Linked DNA regions of Sus scrofa: region 1 is linked to region 2. Evidence: chromatin contacts called from public promoter capture Hi-C data. All regions are on one chromosome and are shown on one strand. Each heading gives the region's core, a stretch centred on a gene start, on an enhancer-like site or on the middle of the called end of the contact. The rest is flanking DNA. Distances are from core to core; before and after follow the strand shown. Region 1 holds the start of PIN1 (peptidylprolyl cis/trans isomerase, NIMA-interacting 1). Region 2 holds the start of FARSA (phenylalanine--tRNA ligase alpha subunit).

Region 1 (6,911 bases), core at 2,278-4,777, 2.6 Mb before region 2:
GCTTACATGACAGCCCCAGCCACAATAGATCTGAGCCACATCTGTGACCTACACCTCAGGTTGTGGCAACACTGGATCCTTAACCTCCTGGGCGAGGCCAAGGACTGAACCCACTCTCATGGATACTAGTCTGGTTCTTAACCTGCTAAGCCACAAGAGGGACTCTCCAACTCCCTCCTGACCCATCCACATACGTGCCCCAGGACCCTACTTAATGATACTAAGGTCAAGGAGCAATGTGAATGAGATCTGAGGAGCCACCACCGTCCCCCCACCTCCCCTCCATGCTCTGTCTCACCTCACTGAATTTTCACAATGTCCCCTGGAGTATATGATGATGCCCATTTTACAGAAGTGAAAACTGAGCCTCAAGAAAGTGCTCTGAATCTCCCAAAGTCAAGAAGCTTACTGGGGTATAGCTACCATCTGAACCCAGGTCTGCTAGCCCCAAGGCTGGGTCCACCCCCCACCTACCCTGACTCACCATCAATTACCTGCTGGACAGGAAAAGAAGGGGCAGCCATGTGAGCCAGACTCATGCCATGAGCAGGCATTTTCAGGTCAGCCAAGGCCCCACCTGACAGCTGAGCTGGTGAGCCTGGCATGATTCCTACAAGGCCTGCTCTGGCCCCCGGGGGGAGAGGGACCCCCCCAGCCCTGTCTCCATCCCTGCTTACCGTTGATCAGCTCCAGAGCCTCCTCCTTAGTCCGGGTGATCTTCTCCTGCCGCCAGGATGAGGGCCGCCGGGACTGGCTGTGCTTGACCAGCAGATGCGAACAGCGGACCCTGGTGGGCTCTCCTTGTCCATTTTTGCTGCCGCCACTGCTGTTGCCACTTGGCCGCTCCCACTGGCTGGCATTAGTGATGTGATTGAAGTAGTACACCCGGCCTGGAAGAGGTGGAAGTGGAATTCAGCTGGGACCTGCTCACAGGACACCACTGGGAAGCCATGATCAGGGGCTGGCTGACGAACTACCTTTCATTCAGCAAGTCCCCAGTGCCACCAGGCCTTAGGGAGCTAGCATTCTAGCTGGGGACACAGACACCAAAGAAGCAAATGAGACCACCTTACAACTTCAGTCATTAATAAGGTCAAGGGGGGAGTGCAGGATTTTTGAGCACTAGCTAGTCTCAGACTACTTGTACTGCCTTACAATAAATGCTACACTTTCTTTCACCACCAAAAAAAAAAAAAAAAAAAAAAAAAGTTCAAGGGGGAAAATAACTGAAGGTTAGGAAGAGAGGAAGCCTCAGGGACAGAGAATGGTTCCAAGCATGCATTCAGCAAGGCCGGTCCAAATCTGTGGCTCCACCACACCCTCACATGTGATCTACCTTCCCGGGGCCGTGGTTTTCTCGCCTATAAAATGAAAATAAGGACAGTACCTGCCTGAAGGAGTGACTGTATGAATTCACATCTGCAAAGTACTTAGGACAGCACCTGGCACACTTAATTAAGAGTGTAGGAGGAGTTCCCGTCATAGCTCAGCGCTAATGAAGCAGACTAGCATCCATGAGAACTTGATCCCTGGCCTCGCTCAGTGGGTTAAGGATCCAGCGGTGCCGTGAGCTGTGGTGTAGGTCACAAATGTGGGTCAGATATAGCATTGCTGTGGCTGTGGCATAGGCTAGCAGCTGTAGCTCCAATTTGACCCCAAGCCAGGGAACTTCCATATGCCATGGGTATGGCCCTAAAAAGACAAAAAAAAAAAAAAAAAAAAAAGACTGTGGCAGCTACTAATATCTCCATGTTATAGACCACAAAACTAAGCAACCTTCCCTGGGTATTTACTCTGCTCCAGGCATAAAAGCCGGGGGTGGGGTGTGGTGGGGGAGATAGCAGGATCTGTACTCAGGTGTGCCAGATGCCAAAACTCTGCTCTTTTCCCCTCTGGAGTGCACTGTGCAGCAGAACTAGGGGCCAGCATTACTGGGGGCCAGATGTTACCCAGAGACTAAGGAGCATGGAGTGAGGGCTGCAAACAAGAAACCTGAGGCCACTCTCTGGCCTTTTGAGATAATATTCTGTCTAAAGAATGTGCATCTTCCAGGCTGCTCTCACCTTCTGAGACGGCCCACACTGTATCAATAAATCTACTTCTTATCTAAGGAAAAAAAAGAAAGAAACTTAAAGTAGGACCCAGTAGAGATAGGCTGTCATTCCAGGGGCCGAGTTTGTCTGGGTTATATGGAGGACTTCTGCCCAAGACCGTGAAGGGCTGGATGTCACCCAGGAGGAAGACTGTCAGGGTTGAGCTGAGCAGAAATGGCAGGAGTGGAGGCCCAGAACTGAGAAGAGCATCAGCTTTTTTGCTGCAGGTCCCAGCCACAGGGCTGCAAGCAGGGTGGGCCAGAGCTGAGCCAAACAATGCCTCTAAAACCTTGGCAATGGGTTCCATCTCCCTGAACCTGAGTGTACTCATCTGAAAAGTGAGGGCAAGGTGAGAGAATAAAGATATAACACTTCATGGGGTTAATGTGGAGAGTCCATCATGATGAGTGCAAAGTGCTCGACAGAGCTCCTGGCGTTCAATAAATTGGAATTATTACTGTGACCATGATGATTATGAGCTATGGAGGCAGGGGAGTGAAATGGTGGGCCTGCATCTCAGAGGTTTACAGTAACAAGGGCAGGGGGCTCTGGAGTTAGACTGGTATCTAACCCAGCCCCCAGCCCCTGAAATGAACGACTATGGGCGAGTTTCTTAAGTTTTCTGGCCTCGGTTTCCTCACCGGCAAACTGGGTGTTATTAACTACCCTACCTCTCAGAGTTGTGGCCAGAGTACACACTTAACACCCTTAGCACAATACTTGGCACTGAGATAAGACCTATTATTAACATTATTATGGGGGAAAAGCCCTAATCGGCTCCGAGCACAGAGACTATTCTCAGGCAGATAACCTGAATTCTCACATTATAGCAAACTCAGAATTCGGTGTGGATGGCAGGCACGTTAGCAGGAGGTTTAGGATTCGAAGCCAAGCAACACCCTGGGGCCACGCCCTGAGCATGGTGTTGGGGTGTCCTTCCCCAGGGGTGCCCCTTGGGCCCAGCAGGGTGCAAAGACATCCCCCCCCACCCCCGCCGGATGTCAGGTGCATTAGGCTGAAAGATGTCAGCAAGATCGGCAGGACCAAGGCCATTGCCTGGGGGAGCGCCGCGGGTACACTGTCCCCCTACCACCCAGGCAGCGCGCCGGGCCTCTCCGACCCAGTCCCTTGCCTCAATTTCCTCGGGTTCCCAGCTCCTCAGGCTCGCAGCCCCGGGGAGGGCCGGGGCCGTTACCCAGGGACAACGCGAAGGAGCCAAGACCCCACGGGAATCGAGCGGCCGCCCGCGTCCGAGGGACAAGCTAGAGCCCTGCTTCCATGGGCCCACACGGCCCCGCCCCAGCCCCGACCCCCGCTGCACCTGAGCTGCGGCTCATGCGCTTCTCCCAGCCGGGTGGCAGTTTCTCTTCGTCCGCCATCTTCCCTCCTGCGGCAGAGCCCGCTCCACCTCCGCCGCACCGCCTCTGCCGCCCGTGCCCGCCCACCACCGCCGCCGATTGGCTGGCCCCGTCACGCCCCGGGGCATGGCGACGACACTCATTGGGAACCCTAACTGTCCGGATTGACTCTCTGGCTTCCTATTGAGCAGAAGAAGGAATAGGCGGAGCTTCACATATTTCACCAGGGCTGGGCCTTCTTGAGGGCCTCACCCAAGCCCCGCCCTCCCCCTTTCCTCGGCCCCTAAGTGGTGGGAAAAGGACCTGAGCCCGCCTAATAACGCCCTTTGGCGAACTTCAAAGAAGTTTCGACCCCGCCTTTGCGTCCTTCGCTGCAGAGCCCATTCGATTGGCCAATGCCGCAGCAATTCCCGCCTTCTTAAGCCTACCCCCAGCCGGCGCCCCCACGTGGAAGTGCCTGGCTGGTGTGAGGGTAACCGCCGCAGAGGAGGTTCTTGGAAAAGGCACGCTGCCTTTGCTGTTACCATAGCAACCCAGTTACCTTGGTGATGAACAGCTAAGAACCCAGAAGCCTAAATTTGGCTTCTCCACCCTCCCTCTTCCCACCTGTTCCTTCCACATGCCCAAAGCTAGCCCACCTCCTTTTAGTTTTGTGTAAGTCTCTTTCCCTATGCTACTTACCTAGACACCTTCCACTTCCTTTAGAATCTACTTTACTTCACTTATTCCCTCACAGTCTGGCTCCTGTCTCCATCCTGGGTGACTGGTAGGTGTTGGCATTGCCATTCAGATGGGGACAAGGGGGAAGGTGCAGGTGGGAAGATGAGGAACTCAGTTTTGAGTCAGTTTAAACTTAAGTCTGGCACATGTGGGACACACCAAGGAGGTGGTTGGAGACCTAGGGCTGGAGACAAACATGGGAGTCAAAACACCAACAGGGAAGAGTTCACTTACAGTTCATCTATAGCACAGGCACTTACGTAACCGCTGAAAAGAATGAGGCTCAGTGACATGAAACGCAGAGGAACACGTCTATGACAAATTACAGAGGTAGGATGCTGTAGGTTAAGAGCATTCAGGAGTCAGATTGCTTTGGGTTCAAAGCCTAGCTCTACCATTTGCTATTACCTTGAACAAATTACTTAACCTCTGCACTTCAGCTTCTCCATCTGTGAAATGAGTTTAAGAGATAATACATATCGTAAATACCTTTGATATAAAGATTAAATGAGTTAATAATCTATATAAAGCACTCAAAAGCAGTATCTGGTCTTAGCAAGGATATATGCTGCTCAGTGGAAAAAAAAGTCATTGTACAGTGTAGCAATTATAGAATGTATGAAAGCATAACAAAACCAAAAAAAAAAAAATTCAGCAAATAAAGGTTAATTTGAAAGAATGACATCACTTACAGAAAGATATCAAAGCTTTAAAAAGGCCTTAAAAAGCAAGCTGCTGAACGGTATGAATGTTATTAGAGTATGCATACTTAGTTGTGTAAAAACTGCAGTTTTATATCACAGAAAATTTCTGGATTCATTCAAATATATTAATGACTAACTTAAGCTCTAATGTAACATTTTGATTCTTTTTTACAAGCACATATTAGCATAATAATAATATTCCTTTTTTTACAGATAATTTTAGACTTAGGGCAGAACTGTAAAAAACTGTTCAATGCCCTTCACCCAGCCTTCCCTTATATTAGCTTCTTACATAATAGAACAGAGGTTCTCCACCAGGGGTGATTTTGTTCTCTAGAGGACATTTGAAAATGTCTTAAGATCTTTTTGGTTGTCACAAATGAAAGAAGAGAGATGCTACTTGCATCTAGTGGATACAGGCAGAGGATGTTGCTGAACATCCTACAATGCACAACCTCCACAATAAAGAATCATCCACCCTGCGAGTTCCGATCCTGGCTCAGCGGTAATGAACCTGACTAGTATCCATGAGGATGTGGGTTCCATCCCTGGCCTTACTCTCTGGGTTAAGGATCTGGTATTGCTGTGAGCTATGGTGTAGTTTCCAGATGCAGCTCGGATCCCATGTTGCTGTGTCTGTGGCATAGGCCGGCAGCTATAGCTCCAGCTTGACCCCTAGCCTGGGAACTTCCATGCATCATGGGTGCAGCCCTAAAAAGGCAAAAAAAAAAAGAAAAAAGAAAAAAGAAAAAAGAATTATCCACACTAAACATCAAGAGCAGCAAAACTGAGAAATTCTGTCACAGAATAATGATCAAAACTAGGAAATCAGGAGTTCCCTTCATGGCTCAGCAGTTCACAAACCTGACTAGGATCCATGAGGATGCAGGTTTGATCCCTGGCCTCACTCAGTGGGTTAAGGATCTGGTGTTGCTGTGAGCTGTGGTGTAGGTTGCAAACATGGCTCAGATCCTACGGTGCTGTGGCTCTGGTATAGGCCAGCAGCTGTAGCTCCAATTTGACCCCTAGCCTGGGAACTTCTGTATGCCTCAGGTGTCGCCCTAAAAAGCAAAAAAAAACAAAAAACAAAAAAAAAAAACACAAACAAAAAAACTCACCTAAGACATCAACATTGGTACAACACTATTAACTAGACTTTAAAAATTTCCCAGGAGTTCCCGTCATGGCGCAGTGGTTAACGAATCCGACTAGGAACCATGAGGTTGTGGGTTTGGTCCCTGCCCTTGCTTAGTGGGTTAAGGATCTGGCATTGCTGTGAGCTGTGGTGAAGATTGCAGACACAGCTTGGATCCCGCGTTGCTGTGGCTCTGGCGTAGGCCGGTGGCTACAGCTCCGATTTGACCCCTAGCCTGGGAACCTCCACATGCCGCAGGAGCGGCCCAAGAAATGGCAAAAAGACAAAAAAAAAAAAAAAAAAAATTTCCCAGCGTTCCCGTTGTGGCTCAGTGGTTAATGAATCTGACTAGGAACCATGAGGTTTGGGGTTCAATCCTTGGCCTTGCTCACTGGGTTAAGGATCTGGAGTTGCTGTGAGCTGTGGTGTAGGTTGCAGACGTGGCTTGGATCCTGAGTTGCTGTGGCTCTGGTGTAGGCCGGCGGCTATGGCTATTGGACCCCTAGCCTGGGAATCTCCTTATGCCGTGGGTGCGACCCTAGAAAAGACAAAAAAATAAAAATAAAAATAAAAGAATTTCCCCATTAATACCTTTTTCCCCTTTTTTTCTTTTTTGGCTGCCTCACAGCATATGGAGTTCCTGGGCCAGGGAACTGACCTGAGCTGTAGTTGCAACTACATCACCTGATCCTTAACTCACTGTACCAGGGCAGGGATTGAACCTGAATCCTAGGGCTCCCAAGACACTACTGATCCTGTTGTACCACAGCAGGAACTCCCTACTAATAAACTTTTTATTTTTATTTTTGGCATGTGGAAATTCCTGGGCCAGGGGATGAATACCAACCACAGCTGCAACCTATGCTGTAGTTGCAGCAATGCCAGATCCTTTAATTCACTG
Region 2 (6,655 bases), core at 2,407-4,906:
CATGAGCCTGGCAAGAATGCTTGACAACCACAGTGTGGAGGGTGGCTGGGAGGAGACTGATAGCCCTGTGGCCCAGTCTGGGCGGAATGGCTCCCCATCCCCTACCCCTGCTCCAGGGCCACGCAGGTGACTCAGGTGTGAGCCAGGGAGTGGCACCCACTCACACTTCAGTCAGCAGCTTCCTCTTCCTGAGCTCGCTCCTCTCCTTCTCTCCCAGCTTCTCGGCCTGCCCACCCTGGACCAGCTGGAGCCGCCGCTGTACCTCATCCTCCACGCTGTCCACCTGCCACAATGATGGACATGAGGGGCCGTGAGAGCCGGGGACCCACCTGCCTGACCACCCACCAGCAGGGACTCACCACTCGGAACACCCGGGGCCCATCAGCAGCACTCTTGTCCACTCGGATCCACTTGTTGGACATGGCCTTGCTGAAGCCCACCTTGCCACTCGGCAGTCGCTAGGGGAGCAAGGTTGCAGTGAGGTGGGGGTGGGATACAAGGGCTGCCCTCACCCCCTCCCCTCCCCAGGCCCCGCTGTCCCATCCCTAGTCTCCTACCATGAGCTCGCTCTGGGGCAGGCCCTCTGGGGGGACACTGCGAAACACCCGGGCCTCATGGCTGCCCTCCCGGGCAATCTCCTCGCCCTCAGCAGTAAGCTCCCAGCGCTTGGTGGAGCGCAGCTCAGCCTCGATAATCTGAAGGAAAACAAGGGGACATGGGCAGGGACAGGGTTCAGATGCAGGCACTCTCCTGACACAGCGCTGGGGATGCAGTTTTACACCTCTGAAGTCAGCTTCGCATCCCAGCTGTACCATTTCTCAGCCAAGTGCATTTCCCTTTGCTGAACCTCAGTTGATCTTTTATAACTTAAGGATAATGATGAAAATGACCATGGGGTTCCAGCTATGTCTCAATGGGTTAAGAAGCCAACTACTATTCATGAAAGTGTGGGTTCGATCCCTAGCCTCGATCAGTGGGTTAAGGATCTGGTGTTTCTGTGAGCTGCGGTGTAGGTCACACAGTTCAGATCTGGTGTTGCTGTGGCTGTGGCCATAGCTCTAATTTGACCCCTAGCTTGAGAGCTTCCATATGCCACAAGTATGGCCCCAAAGAAAAAAAAATTCACATCTCCCAGGATGAGGTAAGGTACTAAAGATGTTACCTGCCTTGCAAAGAACAAATCATCCCTTTTGAACCTAGAAGTTTTGTTTTGTTTGGTCTTTTTGCCATTTCTAGGGCTGCTTCTGCCACATAGGGAGGTTCCCAGGCCAGGGGTCCAATCGGAGCTGTAGCTACTGGCCCACACCAGAGCCATAGCAATGTGGGGTCCAAGCCACATCTGCAACCTACACCACAGCCCACGGCAACACCGGATCCCCAACCCACTGAGCTAGGCCAGGGATCGAACCCGAAACCTCATGGTTCCTAGTTGGATTCGTTAACCACTGAGCCATGACGGGAACTCCTTTTGCCGGGCGGGGGGGGGGAGGAGGAAGAGTGCTGCGCCCCGTGGCATGTGGAAGTTCCCAGGTCAAGGATCAAACTCATGCCACAGCAGTGATGACTCTGGATCCTTAACTCGCTGAGCCATGAGGGAACTCTTGGAAAAGAGTTTTAAGGTCTCAGGTGAAACGATTTCTCTCCACATCTCGGTACCCAGAGTGTCAGAGAAGGACCCCAGGGGTCCACATTATATGCAGGATATACCCCTTAGGCTCTATGAAGAGGATGGATTTAGGTCACCCTAAAAGGGAGCAAGGCTGGGTGGGGCCCAAAGGGCCTAGCTCCCCTTTCATTTTAATTCCTACCTCTGTGACATTAGGAAAGTTGCTTAACCTCTCTGAGCAACTTTTACTATCCATGAGAGAAGAGTGTAGTGGACTCTACCTCAGAGTTGTTTTTAAGAGCAACTAAATTAACACACAGAAAGGATGTACAGAACTTAGCATGCAGCAAATGCTGTGTGCGTTCCAATAACTACTACTATTGTTCGTATTACTGTCATCATCCTTAGATTGAACTACATTAAATTGTGACTACTTGGTTAACGAACCGACTAGGAACCATGGGGTTGCGGGTTTGATCCCTGGCCTTGCTCAGTGGGTTAACGATCCGGCGTTGCTATGAGCTGTGGTGTAAGTCACAGACGCGGCTCGGATCCCGCATTGCTGTGGCTCTGGTGTAGGCCGGCGGCTGCAGCTCTGATTGGACCCCTAGCCTGGGAACCTCCATATGCCACAGGAGCAGCCCAAGAAATGGCAAAAAGACAAAAAAAAAAAAAAAAAAAAATTGTGACTACTTAGACATCTGTAAACAACAGATGTCAACTTCACCTCAATCAAGGTGCTGTCATCCCACATACCATAGCTTCAATTCCTGTTTGCACTGAGAACCTCAGACTTTATAGCCTGAGTGCCTGATTGCAAACCCAGATTTGCTTATTCCTTCTAGTGACATTGATCAAGTTTCTGACCACAGCTTAGAAGTTGACACATCTGCAAAATGGGGATAATAGTGCCATCATCCTAATATTACATCAAAGACTGGATCATAAATAAAGCTGAGACCAGAGTGTGGCACTGATTATGAGCCTGATGAATAAAAAGCCCAGATCTGTTTTCTCAGTCCCAGCCACTTGGATCCAGTCTCCTGGGTGGCTGACAGGTCTCTTAGCATCCTTCCTTTCTGGCTCCATCGCCCTTCATTTGTCCAAGTCGGAAGGCTGGGGTTTAGCTGTGCTCCCCTTACCTTGTCGTGAATCTCATTTCATTCTTTCTCTTGAATCCCTTCTCCATTCCAGTTGCCTCCCTTCAACCGAGGACCATATTCTCTACTTTGAGGATGCAGCAGCCTCTGCCTTTGTCCCTTCACCTCCAGTCCCACCCCTGCCAATCCTTCCCCAAAGTGATGTAGGCAGTACAAACATCTGAGTGGCTCCAGCTCCTGCCATGGCCCCTGTGAGATAAAGACCTAGAAGGCCTTGCAAATTCTGGCTCTGCTGGTGTTTTTCATCACCTACCTCCACATCCCATCAATTCCTAAAGTGCCATGGTTTTTCTCCTAAATGCGGAAACCCGACTTAGCTATCACCGCTTTTGGGATGCTCTCCCTGCTCCTCAAGGCCAGCTCAGCTGTCACCTCTGAATTCTCTGTATTTCTCCTTCATCACTCTGGTCACTTGAGTTTATCTATTAGACCGCAATCTCCATGACGGCACCAACTGCGTCTTTTTCGTCCACCATCACACTACCCACCCTCTCAGCCTCAATGGACATTTACTGCAGTAGGAACGTCCGGGCCCTCATTTATTCCTGACTCCCCGCCTGCGCACCCTGGGCTGGACACATATACAACTACCCCTAACCAGGCCTGACAGAGTTTGTTCTGGAGGCAGAGACACCTGGCAAGGGAACTGCAGATGCAAAAGCCAGGAGGCCCGGCTTGAAGGGCCCGGCTCACCTCGCCCAGTGTCTGCAGGCTCTTCACGGCACCCACCACAGCCTGGTGTTCTAAACCCAGCTGGGCTGCCACCTCTGCGCTGTCCAGGCCGCCATCAGCCGCCTCCAGCCGCCGCAGCAACACCTCCGGCACCGGACCGTCGGCCATGGCTGCTCCCAGTGCGCACGGCGTGTCCCTGCCGGCGGCCAGGGCAACCGGAAGCGGAACCGGCGTCCAGAGCGTTCGTCGCCATCTTGTGTGTGGCGGATCATGTCGTCGGGTCGGTACACCGCCATCTTGGGTGTGTCACTTGAACTCCAGAGCGAGTTAGGAGCCCAGACCTAGCTGGACTAGTGGCGTCTGGTTGACCAGAAGGGTCAAATCGATGCTGTCAACCACAGACTCACAGCATTGGGGGCGGGGTCAGCGTTGGCCACGATTGTGGCAAGCAGAAGTTCCTGGACCAGGGCTGGAACTTGCACCACAACAAGTGACCAGAGCCACAGTAGTGACAATGTTGGATCCTTAACTGCTAGGCCACCAGGGAGCTCCTCACAGTGTTGTTTTAAGCTTCTTCCAGCCCCATCTTCAGCAAGCTCCGTGACTTTGACCTTTCCCCTCTCTGGGCCTCAGAGCACTGTGCCCTTGGGGGATTCTTTTATAACCCACAAGAGGGCTGTGGGTGGTGGGCTGGCTCCAGACACAATCATCCTGCTGATGTCAACTACTTTGAAATGTTCAAAGGGAGGCTGGATAGGGACCAACCCTATTTATAGAGGGAGAAGGACTCAGTTAAGAGTCAAGGTAGCAGCTAATCTGTGTGGACAGTATCCCATACATCCAGGCCAGTGCTAAGTGCTTCGGGTTTGCTATTTCATTTTCCCAAAAACTGTATGATATATACCAATATAATCTCCACTTCACAGATGTGAAAACCGAGGCTTGGACAGAGATATGCCTTGTCTAAGGTTCTGCAAGGTGGAGATGGTGTGAGAAATTATAAACACCTCAGAGCCTGCCCTCTCCACCCCCTCTTTGCCCCAATGCTTTGAGAAGACCTATGTCAGGGAAATAATTTGTAGCATAGATCAGTGCTCACCTATAGAGATATAATTTGAGATGCAAATGTAATCTTACACTTCCTTGTAGCAATGTTAAAAACAAAAGGGGTGAAATTAATTTGAAGACTTTACAGAACCTAAAGTGTCCGAATTATTATTTCAACACTTAATATAAAAATACCAGAGAGTTCCCGTTGTGGCTCAGCAGGTTACAAGCCAACTAATATCCATGAAGATGCGGGTTCAATCCCTGGCCTCACTCAGTGGGTTAAGGATGTAGCGTAGCTTACAAATGAAGCTTAGATCTGGTCTTGCTGTGGTGTAGGCTGGCAGCTGCAGCTCCGATTCAGCCCCTAGCCTAGGAACTTCCAAACGCGGAAGATGTGGCCCTAAAAAGAAAAAAAAATTTTTTTTGAGTGTGGATTGTGTGTTAGGTGCTATTTTAAGCAGTATGCATTTACTTATTTAGCCATCATAATTGTTATTTGAGCCTGGAAAATGGGGTTACTGATATCCCCCTGTCTGGACTTTCAGTAAAGTCTTAACAAAAACTCAGAATGTACCCATCAAGGTCTCTCTCTCTCTCTCTTTTTTTTTGCCACAGCTGGCATGTATAAATTTCCAGCTAGGGATGGAATAGGAGTTGCAGCTGCCAGCCTACACCATAGCCACAGCCACCCCAGATCCCAGCTGCATCTGTGAACTTCACTGCCGCTTGAGGCAATGCCAGATCCTTAACCAACTGAGCAAGGCCAGGGAATGAACCTGCATCTTCACAGACAGTGCATCGGGTTCTTAACCCACTGGGCTACAATGGGAACTCTCTCAAAATCTCCTTCTAACTTCAAAATGCTTTACCCATTTTTGTTTAATTCTAGCAAGAACCCTTCTTTCCTTCCTTCTGTCACACATAAAGTAGGTTTTAAGTTTGTTCTGTGACAGGTGCTGCAGAACACCTGCAGGGGGATTGTGAGGTTAACAGGTACAGTGTCTACCTTCTGGCAGGAAGCACCAAGACCACATGTCCATGACACATGTGAAAGGGAGGGAAAGCAAGTCACTGGAAGTTCCTTTGGGGTCCTGGGGGGGATGGGGCAGGAGGGGTGCAGGTTGGGCACCCCTACTGGATACTGCCTTGGGGAAGGGGCAGAACCACAACTTCTCCAAGATCCCTCATTCCTCCCTTTTCTGAGTTCCCACCACTAGAGGGGAAGCACCCCTACCTACCCTCCTTCCAAAGTTCCCTCCCACTTCCCAGGTCCAGAGCCTATTTGCTCATAGTTTGGGAAACCCCCAGCTCTCCTTCCTCCTTCCTGTAGCCTAGGGGCAGGGAGCTGGTGTCAGTCACTGTCATGCGCCTCTGGCTTCAGAAGAAGGCTCCAGATTTAGGGGTCCTGCCCACCTCTCTTGGACCTTATCTTCCCCACCATCTGTCCCTTTTACTCCCTCCCCAACTGAACCCCCTGCCCCCTCCTCTTTAGCCGTTTAATTGCAAAAGCGAGCCGTTTGTGGGAGACCACAAGACAGTGACCCCTTTCAGTCTACCGGCTGAGGAAAGGGTGGAGGGTATATATTGGAGAGGCTCCAATAAAGGGAACAACCCTACGGAGCCACAGCCTGTAGTCACATCTTCAAGCCATCTGGGCTTCCTTCCTTTTGTCCCAGGACGTCCCTAAGATCTTTGAAAGCACTTCTGCCAGGCAGCAGCTGGCCAGCGTCGCTCCTCTTGGCCTTTCAGGAGCTCCTGTGACTTCAGAGAGGCTAGGTGACTTGACCCATTTCACACAGCAGCAGTCTTGACAAAGCGGCCAGGACACTAGGAGCCACATGGAGGAGAGAGCCCGCACTATCCCCGCAAGGCTGCATGGCTCTGGCGCTAGGGTGAAATGAAGCCCCAGGGCCCGGTGACCTCTGCCTCATCCTGGGCAGGGCGGGGTGACTGGAGAGAAAGAAAGAGGAAGAGAAAAAGAGAGGGTTGAATTAGAGAGGCTCCCCAAATTCGCAACAGAAAAAGGCTAGGAAAACCTTGCCCACCCAGCCCCATAGAGGGGATGAGCAGAGGCGAGGCTGGAACAGGGTCATAGCTCAGCGCAGTGGCACCTGCACTCGCGCGCGTTCTTTAAACGCCCAGCTGTGAAGACAGGCTCGCGGGCTAG

The links. Promoter capture Hi-C pulls out the DNA fragments that hold promoters and counts their contacts.
Region 1: a promoter capture Hi-C map of liver shows a contact between it and region 2, with 5 times the contacts expected there. The contact joins the promoter of PIN1 here to the promoter of FARSA in region 2. A contact is called at or near these places in 1 of 5 promoter capture datasets (liver) and 2 of 47 Hi-C or Micro-C datasets (embryonic fibroblasts and liver).

The regions. Positions count from the first base shown.
Region 1 is chr2:68,712,514-68,719,424 of Sscrofa11.1, reverse strand. PIN1 (peptidylprolyl cis/trans isomerase, NIMA-interacting 1) reads right to left here and starts at 3,527. Exons shown (of 4, transcript NM_001244371.1): 1 at 3,415-3,527; 2 at 678-890. The coding sequence starts at 3,472.
Region 2 is chr2:66,102,394-66,109,048 of Sscrofa11.1, reverse strand. It overlaps FARSA (phenylalanine--tRNA ligase alpha subunit), which reads right to left and starts at 3,656. Exons shown (of 13, transcript XM_003123337.4): 1 at 3,460-3,656; 2 at 558-695; 3 at 360-458; 4 at 165-283. The coding sequence starts at 3,606.